Regions from separate parts of the Sus scrofa genome. Here region 1 is linked to region 2. A link is a contact called in public HiChIP or PLAC-seq data. All regions are on one chromosome and are shown on one strand. The core of a region is the stretch at or near the end of the contact, and the rest is flanking DNA. Distances in the headings are between cores, read along the strand shown. Region 1 has its middle 60 kb from the start of BLM. Region 2 holds the start of ZSCAN2 (zinc finger and SCAN domain-containing protein 2).

Region 1 (4,558 bases), core at 2,003-4,502, 330 kb after region 2:
GCCTATGGAAGTTCCCAGGCTAGGGGTCCAAATGGGAGCTACCAATGCCACAGCCACAGTAACGCCGGATCCTTAACCCACTGAGCGGGGCCAGGGATCGAACCCATGTGCTCATGTATCCTAGTTGGGTTTGTTATTGCTGAGCCACAACAGGAACTCCCTCCTCTTTTTTCATATAAGCACTTAGTGCTATGAGAATACAGGTCTTTGATGACTTTCCTGACAAACAGGTTAAGTCTCATCTGAGGCCAGCCTAAATCCAGACCACTGATTCTCAACTCTGACTGCACACTAGAACCACCTGGTGAGCTTCTAAACATAACTAGCCTGGGCCACACCATAGGCCAGTTGAATCTAAATCTCTGGGAATGAGCTCCACTACAACTAGTTGTCAAAACTTGCCAGGGGAGTCTGTGGAGCAGCTGGGATTGGGAATCACCATGCTAGGCCAGTGTTTCCCAAATGGTGATAAAGGAGGTTCTATTTTTCTTTCTTTCTTCTTTAGTCTTTTTAGGGCCACACCCACAGCACATGGAAGTTCCCAGGCTAGGGGTCGAATTGGAGCTGCAACTGCCAGCCTACACCACAGACACAGCAAGGCCAGATCTGCGACCTACACCACAGCTTGTGGCAACACTGGATCCTTAACCCACTGACCAAGGCCAGGGATGAACCTGCATCCTCATGGATACTAGTTGGGTTCTTAACCCGCTGAGCCACAGTGGGAACTCCTAGGCAGTTTTGCTTTTCATTCTCAGTTTTATATTTCTATTATCCCATTGACTAATACTTTTGTAACATACAATAAAAATGAATCATGTGGTTTCTAGAAGTTTCTCTTATAAAAAGTGGTGTTTCCATTGCCACTTAAATGCAGGTATTCTGATTATTCTTTATCATTACCAACAATGGAGGGGAGTTCCCTGGTGGCTCATCAGGTTAAGGACCTGTCATTGTCACTGCTGAGGTGCAGGTTCAATCCCTGGCCAGGGAACTTCTGCATGCTGTGGGCATGGCCAAATAAAATGAAATAAAGTAAAACAATGGAGGAAGGGAAGTTTGTAGAAAGATGATGTATGGTCAGGCCACTCAAGATGGCTGTTCTCTTGCTCTCTGCATTCCCTGCTTGACCAGTCCCTGCTTCTCCTAGACCCTACTCACGACTATCCAATATTCTTAATCATAGGGCTTAATCATGTAACTGCCTACATGCTCGCCCCCTGCCCCAGCTGCTGGTTTCCCTGGTAACTGATGAGCCAACCTGACGTCATTTCCCCCTATAACTAGTAGCCTCTTTCTCTCCGCTGAGCAGGGATGATTGTTGCTATGTCCTACTTGCTGTCTGCTGTACACGGTGGTATGTAAGACCCCCTATCCAATAACCACTCATGTGTCTGTCACTGGCTCTGGGCTCTCTCTGCAGTCTCGCAGCTGGGCCATTACAAGACTTGCAGGCCTGCAGGGTGCAGCCCAATAGACAATCTTGCAATCTTGCTTTACCGATGTTGTTCTCTCTCATGGTGGACCAGGAACAGCCTGTGGATCATTCAAATTCATGCACTGTCTAGCTCCCTTGAGTATGTGTCAATAACTTCTTTCCATTCTTTAAACTTCCTTGAGTTGGATTTTCAGTTATAAGAGGAAGATTCCAGCTGAAGCACCTTCCCGTAGAGTTATTCATCTATTCTGTAATCATCTGTTCACACATTATTCTCTTTTTCTCACTCTTTCCCACGTGAGAGCTGCAACCATCCCAGGGTATGTGTATGGCTATGGTTTGTTTGGTGATGACTGTGTGACCTCTGTGGACCCAAACTGTGGCTCACTTTCCAAAGCAGCTTTAATATGGGAGCTTAGCCAAGGTGATACAAACTTCTTTTGCTCCATTGTTGATAAACCTTGGTATTGTCATTTTTCTTTGTATTAAGAAGCAAAAGAAATATGATTTTTTAAGACAAGGAAACCTTTAACAGCTGCATGATTACAGATATGAATTTTTGCATATTTGCATTATTCTCTTTTGTTTTTTAGGGCCACACCTGCAGTGTATGGAAATTCCCAGGCTAGCGGTCAAATCAGAGCTGCAGCTGCCAGTCTGTATGTACCACAGCCACAGCAATACCAGATCCAAGCTGTGTCTGTGACCTACACCAGCAGCTCATAGAAACGCTAGATCCTTAGCCCACTGAACAAGGCCAGTAAACAAACCCAAATCCTCATGGATGCTTATCGGGTTCTTAACCTGCCCAGCCACAACGGGAACTCCTGCATTATTCCTTTCGATGCTCAAATCATCCCATGTTTGACCCCAGAGAGCCTCTTCAGGTTGGCTCCTGTGTCCTTTTAGTCTGACCCCATAGTCTCTGATACCTTCTTTGCTATCTGTTGCAGCCCTGAAACAGCCATTTCTCAGGCACCCTGGTTCTTTCCGGTGGAGAATGATATTAGAGACTATGATCTAGGTAAGATATAGACACTTTTTAAACACAAATTATGTGCTCTTTCAAAAGATCTATTTTTAACCATACTAGTGGTCTTTTTATTAAGTCAGTTAATGACCTGAAGTCAAGTCACGTGGGACTTAGGATCAGTTTGGATTAAAGCAGATTCTTAACCTCAGTGCTATCAACATTTGGAGCTGGGAAATTCTTTGCTGTGAAGACTGTCCTGAGCCCTGTAGGATGTTTAGCAGAATCCCTGGCCTCTATGCTCTAGATCCCAGTGGCACCCTCTTAGCTGTGACAACCAAAAATGTCTCCAGACATTGCTTGGGGTGACAAAATCATCCCCCATTAAGAACCACTGGATGGCCTCTGGGCTTCTGTGGAAAACATCCAGGGATAGACTGGAGAGGATCTGGCCCCGGAGCAGCATCCACGACAGCTTCCTGCCCCCATTTCCCCACGTGTCTATTGGGACCATGGCTTCAGGATAAAACAGCAGGTTGTGGGAAGCAATCTGACCTGCAAAGACTCATGGGCGGGAACGTGAGGAGCAGACATTACATCATGGGCAGCGCCGCACCGAAGCCACATGTCGGGTTTTGCTCACTTTGCTGAGACCATACAGCCTCTGATTGAATTGACTTGAGTCCTGAAGATTGCTCAAACTCTCGCGTTCCCACCAGGCCTCTTTTTAATGTCAGCCTGGTTTAAGATCTTTCATTTTACTGTCACCAAGAGAAAGTCCCATTTAATACATACCAGATGCTGAGTGAGCCGTCATGAATCAATACAACATCGTCCAAAAACCACCAAAATGAATCATCAGGACAAACAGGACTTTTTCCTCCCTACAAAACAGTGACTAAGATCGTGTTCTGCCCTTTGAGGGAAAAAAAAAAAATATTCAAGATTAAGCCAAGACTTGGGGCTCTGCTTGTGTTAACACACGTGTCCGTGGGCGTGAAATGGTTAAATTGCATGTTCCCCAGCAAGACAGCATGTGAGGCCTGCAGCTGAGCCACACAGAGGCTGGTGAGAGGAGAGACTTCTTCACCTCAGGGACTTATACAGACTGGGGAGCAGTGACACCCTGAAATTGTTATGCAACCTTGTGTTTCCATCGGCGGCAAGGGGATCTGAGGCTCAGAGTTTAGGAGTTTCTATAATGGAGAAGGGGGCTCTTGGGAACTGTGGGAGGGGGCTTCCAGGAAACAAGCATCCAGAATCTTCCCCCAACAGAGCAGAGGAGATCCAGAACCTCGTTTCGTTAGCCCTGCCTCTGCTCTCCATACTCAGGGAACAGTACTGGGATTACCTATGAGAATCAGACACAGGGGTCTGTAGCCCCTTGGCTGGGAGGGCACTGGGCCCACCTGTGCACTCTCTCCTGGGATGCCGATCCTTGAATGGAGAGAAGCAAAACCAGAAAAGAGGGAGCTCCCTCTTGGTGCAGTGGGTGAAGGATCTGGCGTTGTTACTGCTGTGGTATGGGTTCAATCCTGACCTGGGAACTGCCACATACCATGGGCGCAGCCAAAATAATAAATAAATAAAAGGCAGGCGTTCTTCTGTGGTGTGGCAGGTTAAGGATCCAGTGTCGTCACTGCAGTGGGGCAGGTTTGACCCCTGGCCCAGGAATTTCCACATGCCACCAGCATGGTCAAAAAATTAAAAAAAAAAAAAAAAAAAAGGCAGAGAAGAGGTGGGGGCTGACCCATCCCCGTAGAGGCTGGGCAAGACTTATCAATCAGTTCCCACTTCTGGTCCCCAAGGCCTCCCTGGTTCCTGGTTCCTCCCAGGTTTCAGCCTGGGTTCTTCGACTTCCTCCTTGACTTTGGGAGGGGCTCCACATCCTTCCAATGGATTTCTTTTGCGGCCAGCTTAGTGTCTCTTGCCTGCCATCACAGCACTATCCCCGATGGAAGAGGCACTGAGAGATGCCCGTCCCACATCCATATCTCACAGACCCGTGGCAGGAGCGCCAGGGACACGGGGAGCAGAGCCAGCGCGATGACATTTACAAGGTGCAAGTCAGAAAGTCTCCTCTCTGTGAAGGAAAAATGGAGCAAAATAAATAAAATAGAATAAAGGAGTTCTGTTGTGGCTCAGCCGAA
Region 2 (4,815 bases), core at 86-2,585:
CCCTGCCCTTGCTCAGTGGGTTAACGATCCGGCGTTGCCAGTGAGCTGTGGTGTAGGTTGCAGACGCGGCTCGGATCCAGCGTTGCTGTGGCTCTGGCATAGGCCGGTGGCTACAGCTCCGATTCAACCCCTAGCCTGGGAACCTCCATATGCCACGGGAGCGGCCCAAGAAATAGCAACAACGACAAAAAGACAAAAAAAAAAAAAAAAAAAAAAAAAAAAAACTATGCTGATGTAATAATGACTACTTTTAGGGCTTTGGGAGGGTAACTGAGAGGGGTGTTTCAAAGAAGCTAGAAATGTTCCAGATCTTGATTTGACAATGGTTGCATAAGCGTGTACATATTAAAGATCTGTGCACTCTGCTGTATGTATTTTAAAATATTTTTAAAATTATGCTCCACAAGAATTATTAATCATTAATGATTTAAGATAATCCTCATAATATAAAATAAATGGATTAAAAACAAACCTGGCAAGGCAGAAAAACCAGACACAGTATGACCCCAATTCCTTTTAGAAAAGAACATATATACACAAGGAAAAAAATATGTATAGAAATTCTACAAAACGTTGACAGCAGTGAAACTACAAATTCTTTAAAATAAAGACTAAAAGGCAAAAGTTATTTTTAAAAATCATCACATCATAAATATTCAGATAACGCTCCTCCTCCCCCAAGAAAAGAAAATAGGGAAGGAAAAAGTTTTTTAAAAGAAAAAGAAAAGCTAGTGGAAACACCGAAGATCTCAATGTGCATTTACCAACTGGCGAGAAGAAACACAGGTATAACACCACTCTTTAATCTGGGAGCCCGGGAAACCGTTTTTAATCAGTTTAATTCGCTGCTTGACCCGGAGCAAGACACGCCCCCTCTGAAGCTCAGTTTCCCCATCCGTAAAATGAGGGGCTGCGCGGGATCGCGTCCAATGTGCCTTCCAAACCCTGCGACCAAGGCTGGACGTTCAAAGAGCTCACTGATAGGGAGAAGAGTCCACATCTCGTCGGTCTCTCAGCGGACCCCGCGCCTAAACCGGGACAGCTGGGCGCGCGGGACGCGGACAGCGCCCCCAACGCCCCTCCCCCAGCAGGGCTGCCCGCACTGGCTCCAGGCCCGTTATTCCCTCGCCTCGGGCTACTTCCTCGGCCGCGTGGCTCCAGCCCTGTCTCTCCGGGCTCACCTCTCCAGAGACCAGATCCTGCTCCTGCAGTCCCTCCGCGCGCAAAAGCGCCCCCGGGCACTGCCCGGCCCCTCCGGAGTTGCGGCGGCTCAAGCCCGAGGGGCACCGAGAACAATGGACGGGAGAGGCCTGCCCCCCACCGCGCTCATTGGCCACCGAGAACGGCCCCTGGAAACTCTCCTTTTCTACTGGCGGATCCGGGCCCAGCCGGGTGGCGGGAGGGAGACTGGGCCGAAGGCATTGTGGGAGATGTAGTCCACCTGGCAGACGCCCGACCCCGCCAAGGAACGGAGTTTGGGCTTGATAGCCTGCGCTGTGCGGGAGGGCCAGTGGCGGGACAAGCGGTTGACTGCAAGTCAGGCAACCTAGTGTGGACCAGAGCTGTGACCCGGGACAGGTCATTTCACTTCTTTAAGTCTTCCAGTTGTCTGCAAAAAAGGAAAGTTGGATGGAAGAGAACTGTGAACTGTGAACTGTGTGGCAAGTAGTATTGTAAGGCCCCTCGACGGCCGAAAGCAGTGCTTGAGCTGGAAAGGAATCTTCACCAGAGAAACCCCTTCTTGTGAGGCCGGCGCCCCTCCCCCAACTTGCAGATCTACTCTCGCACCTGGCTGTTGCACACCCCTTTGTTCCTGCGTCTGGAGGAAAGCCCTGTCTCGCCTCTTCTGCCGCGCACCTCCGATTCTTTCTTCATCTCCTTTTGTGTGGAACCTGCTTAGGCAGAGACACCGCCCGTGGCACACCTGCTCCATGTCTCCATTTTAGTACCTATCCCAGTGTTACTTATTGTTAATCTCAGCACTGGGAGGTGAGAATGGGAGATTAGCCTCTATTGTGATGTTCCCACGGTTGGCGCTCTTGAAGAATGGCTGCTCCATCACCATATGACAACAGGTGAGTAACTAACTGCCTGGAAACCCAAGGGGAAAATATAAGAATGAAGAGAAAGACAGTAATGGTTTGTGATAGAACAATCTGGTGTTTTTGTACAGAACAATTTTTGGGGGCACCCACAATCAAGTGACTGCATTTAATTTTCATTTAAATTTCACGTTCATGAAAATTTAATGTTCATTTCATGAGTGTTTGAGAAATGTTTCATGATTATTAGTGGGTTTTTTTTTTTTTTTTTTTTGTCTTTTTTCTATTTCTTTGGGCCGCTCCCTCGGCATATGGAGGTTCCCAGGCTAGGGGTTGAATCGGAGCTGTAGCCACCGGCCTACGCCAGAGCCACAGCAACGCAGGATCCGAGCCGCGTCTGCAACCTACACCACAGCTCACGGCAACGCCAGATCGTTAACCCACTGAGCAAGGGCAGGGACCGAACCCACAACCTCATTGTTCCTAGTCGGATTCGTTAACCACTGCGCCAGGACGGGAACTCCTATCTTCCAATTTTTTTAATGGAATATACTCATAAACGCTCTTAGTATATTAAGAAAATGGTTTTTTGTCACAAAAGTTGCTATTATTTTTCTCAGTTTACTGTTCCCTTTTTGCTGTTTTTTTACATGTCTATGCTCTCCAAATTGTCAGTCTTGTCTTTTCATAGCTTCTGAATTTTTTGTCACTCTTAGAAAGTTTTTTGCACTACTCCGAAGATTATTTGAATTTCACGAATTTTTCACTAACTAACCTCTTGAACTAATTTAAGTATAAAGATGCAAAGCGAGGTTCAGCAGTTGAGTGCTGCATACTTGGTAGGATAGCATCTTAATTAGCCCAAAGTGACTACATGCAAACAGCACCACCTCCAGGCTGGCCTGAGAAGTCTGCACTGAGATCCTGGATGCAGAATTCCCAGCCACGATCTCTCCAATGACTAGCATTCCTAGACAACAAGATCTCCAAAATGATTGAGGATGATAATTCTTGGACACGATCCTGTATTAACAAAAATTTGTTTTTCCACTTTTCCATTCGCACTGGGAATGGAATTTACACAAAAGGGAAAATATTTGTTTGGTTGGGGTGGGAGGTTAGGGGGTCGGATATAGCCGAAAGCTCCCAGCAGCCTAAGAGTTCCTTTTCCTCTGCTCCTATCCCAAGCCAACCCATGACCACAAGAAACTGGCACTATGTTGTCACAGGAGAATCCTGGAACTGGCCATGTCTGTCCTCTGCCTTATTCTCTGAGAAGTCGGCCCTGGCCAATGTCAGCTTCCCCCTTATTGAGATAGAGAGCAAATCACATTTAAAACAAATTCCTTGTTGCCATTGTGGTTCAGAGGGTTAAGGACCTGACATTGTCTCTGTGAGATTTCAGGTTCGACCCCCAGCCTTGCTCAGTGGGTTAAGGATCCAGCATTGCCATAAACTGTGGCATAGGTCACAGATGCAGCTTGGATCTGGTGTTGCTGTGGCTGTGATGTAGGCCGGCAACTGCAGCTCCAATTCCACCTCTAGCCTGGGAACTTCCATATGCCTTAGGTTCGGCCCTAAAAGAAAAAAGAAAAAAAAAAAAAAAAAAAAGACCAATCCCTGGCATAATGGTCCTGGTACCCAAGCCAGTGCCCTAAGACCAGCTTGGGACAGTGAGCGAGCCCAGACACAGCCCAGTTCAGCGAATAGGGTTGCTCCTCCAAATGATGACAGAGGCTCTGATCTACTAGTGAGCACTCTTGGTTCGAAGCGTCAAAGGACTATTCCAGTTAATTTAAAAGGAACTTATTGAAAGAATGTCAGGGAGCTTACAGAGTACATGGGAGCTGAACCATCAAGCTTGAAAATAGTTAAGGACTAGAGTTCCCTGGTGGTTCATCGTTAAGAAGCGGTATTGTCACTGCTGTGGCTCAGGTTGCTACTATGGCTTGGGTTTAACCCCTGGCCTGGGAACTTCCATATGCCATGGATGTGGCCAAAAAAAAGAGGAAATAGTTAAGGACCAAGAAAAAGAGTAAGGCCCCCTAAAACCACAGCAGCAATCTCTTAGCAGAAACAACCGGGTCTGCCCACCCCAGAAGCCCTGGTGATGCTCCAGCCATCTCTGTTTGTCTGCCTTCTTCTCAAGGTTCCAAGACAAGGGAAAGTGCTTTTGGTTGAGTCTATCAAGCCTGCTCCCTGGACCCACCAGGATGAGGGGGGATTGGATAGAGCTCCTAGATTTCCCTACTAATAACCCCCACAAAGGTAAGTTCTCCAATCTGGAGATTGAAGGCCTCCGGGAAAAACTGGACAGAAACCGCATGTGTCACTACTTGTCTTTAGATGCTGAGCAAGAAGGAAACGCCCCAAGGAATGCTCAGCCTCAGGCCTTTGGGGAGCTCCCAGCTGATCTCAAGGTGATGGGGATGATAAAGATGGGGACGGGCAGATCCTGCTTTCCAGTCACCTCATCACCGTCAGGGCCCACAGCATCTGAGCAGATGAGCCCCCGCATTGAGGCAGGGGGGCCTTTGGGCCTTGAGGATGCAGGAAGGAACTCCCCCTCGCCAAGACCCCCATCATTGCTTAATCCAATCTACTTCCTCAATGACAGAACACGGTTGTACGAAAGGTGTGTCCCATTTTTGCTAATTATACCCCAGAGCCTGGCCACTGAGTGTGATTAGGAAAAGGGACAGTGTTGTAGGCATACCCGTCATGGCTCAGCTGCTAAAGAACCTGACGAGTATCCATGAGGACAAGTGTTGGA

The links. HiChIP or PLAC-seq counts read pairs in DNA pulled down with a chosen protein or histone mark.
Region 1: an H3K27ac HiChIP or PLAC-seq map of alveolar macrophages shows a contact between it and region 2. The contact joins the enhancer-like site here to the promoter of ZSCAN2 in region 2. A contact is called at or near these places in 1 of 5 promoter capture datasets (fetal liver), 14 of 47 Hi-C or Micro-C datasets (alveolar macrophages, embryonic fibroblasts, heart right ventricle and 7 more) and 1 of 2 datasets of contacts at active chromatin or transcription factors (alveolar macrophages).

Annotation. Positions count from the first base shown.
Region 1 is chr7:53,281,214-53,285,771 of Sscrofa11.1, forward strand. No RefSeq gene overlaps it. Among named protein-coding and RNA genes, the nearest start is that of BLM, 60 kb to the right of the region's middle. Within about 2 kb of position 3,253, at least 8 of the 83 cell types and tissues checked have an H3K27ac peak or open chromatin away from gene starts, as enhancers often do. A contact at or near this core is called in alveolar macrophages and embryonic fibroblasts, where this site is marked.
Region 2 is chr7:52,956,672-52,961,486 of Sscrofa11.1, forward strand. ZSCAN2 (zinc finger and SCAN domain-containing protein 2) reads right to left here and starts at 1,336. Exons shown (of 9, transcript XR_002345788.1): 1 at 1,182-1,336.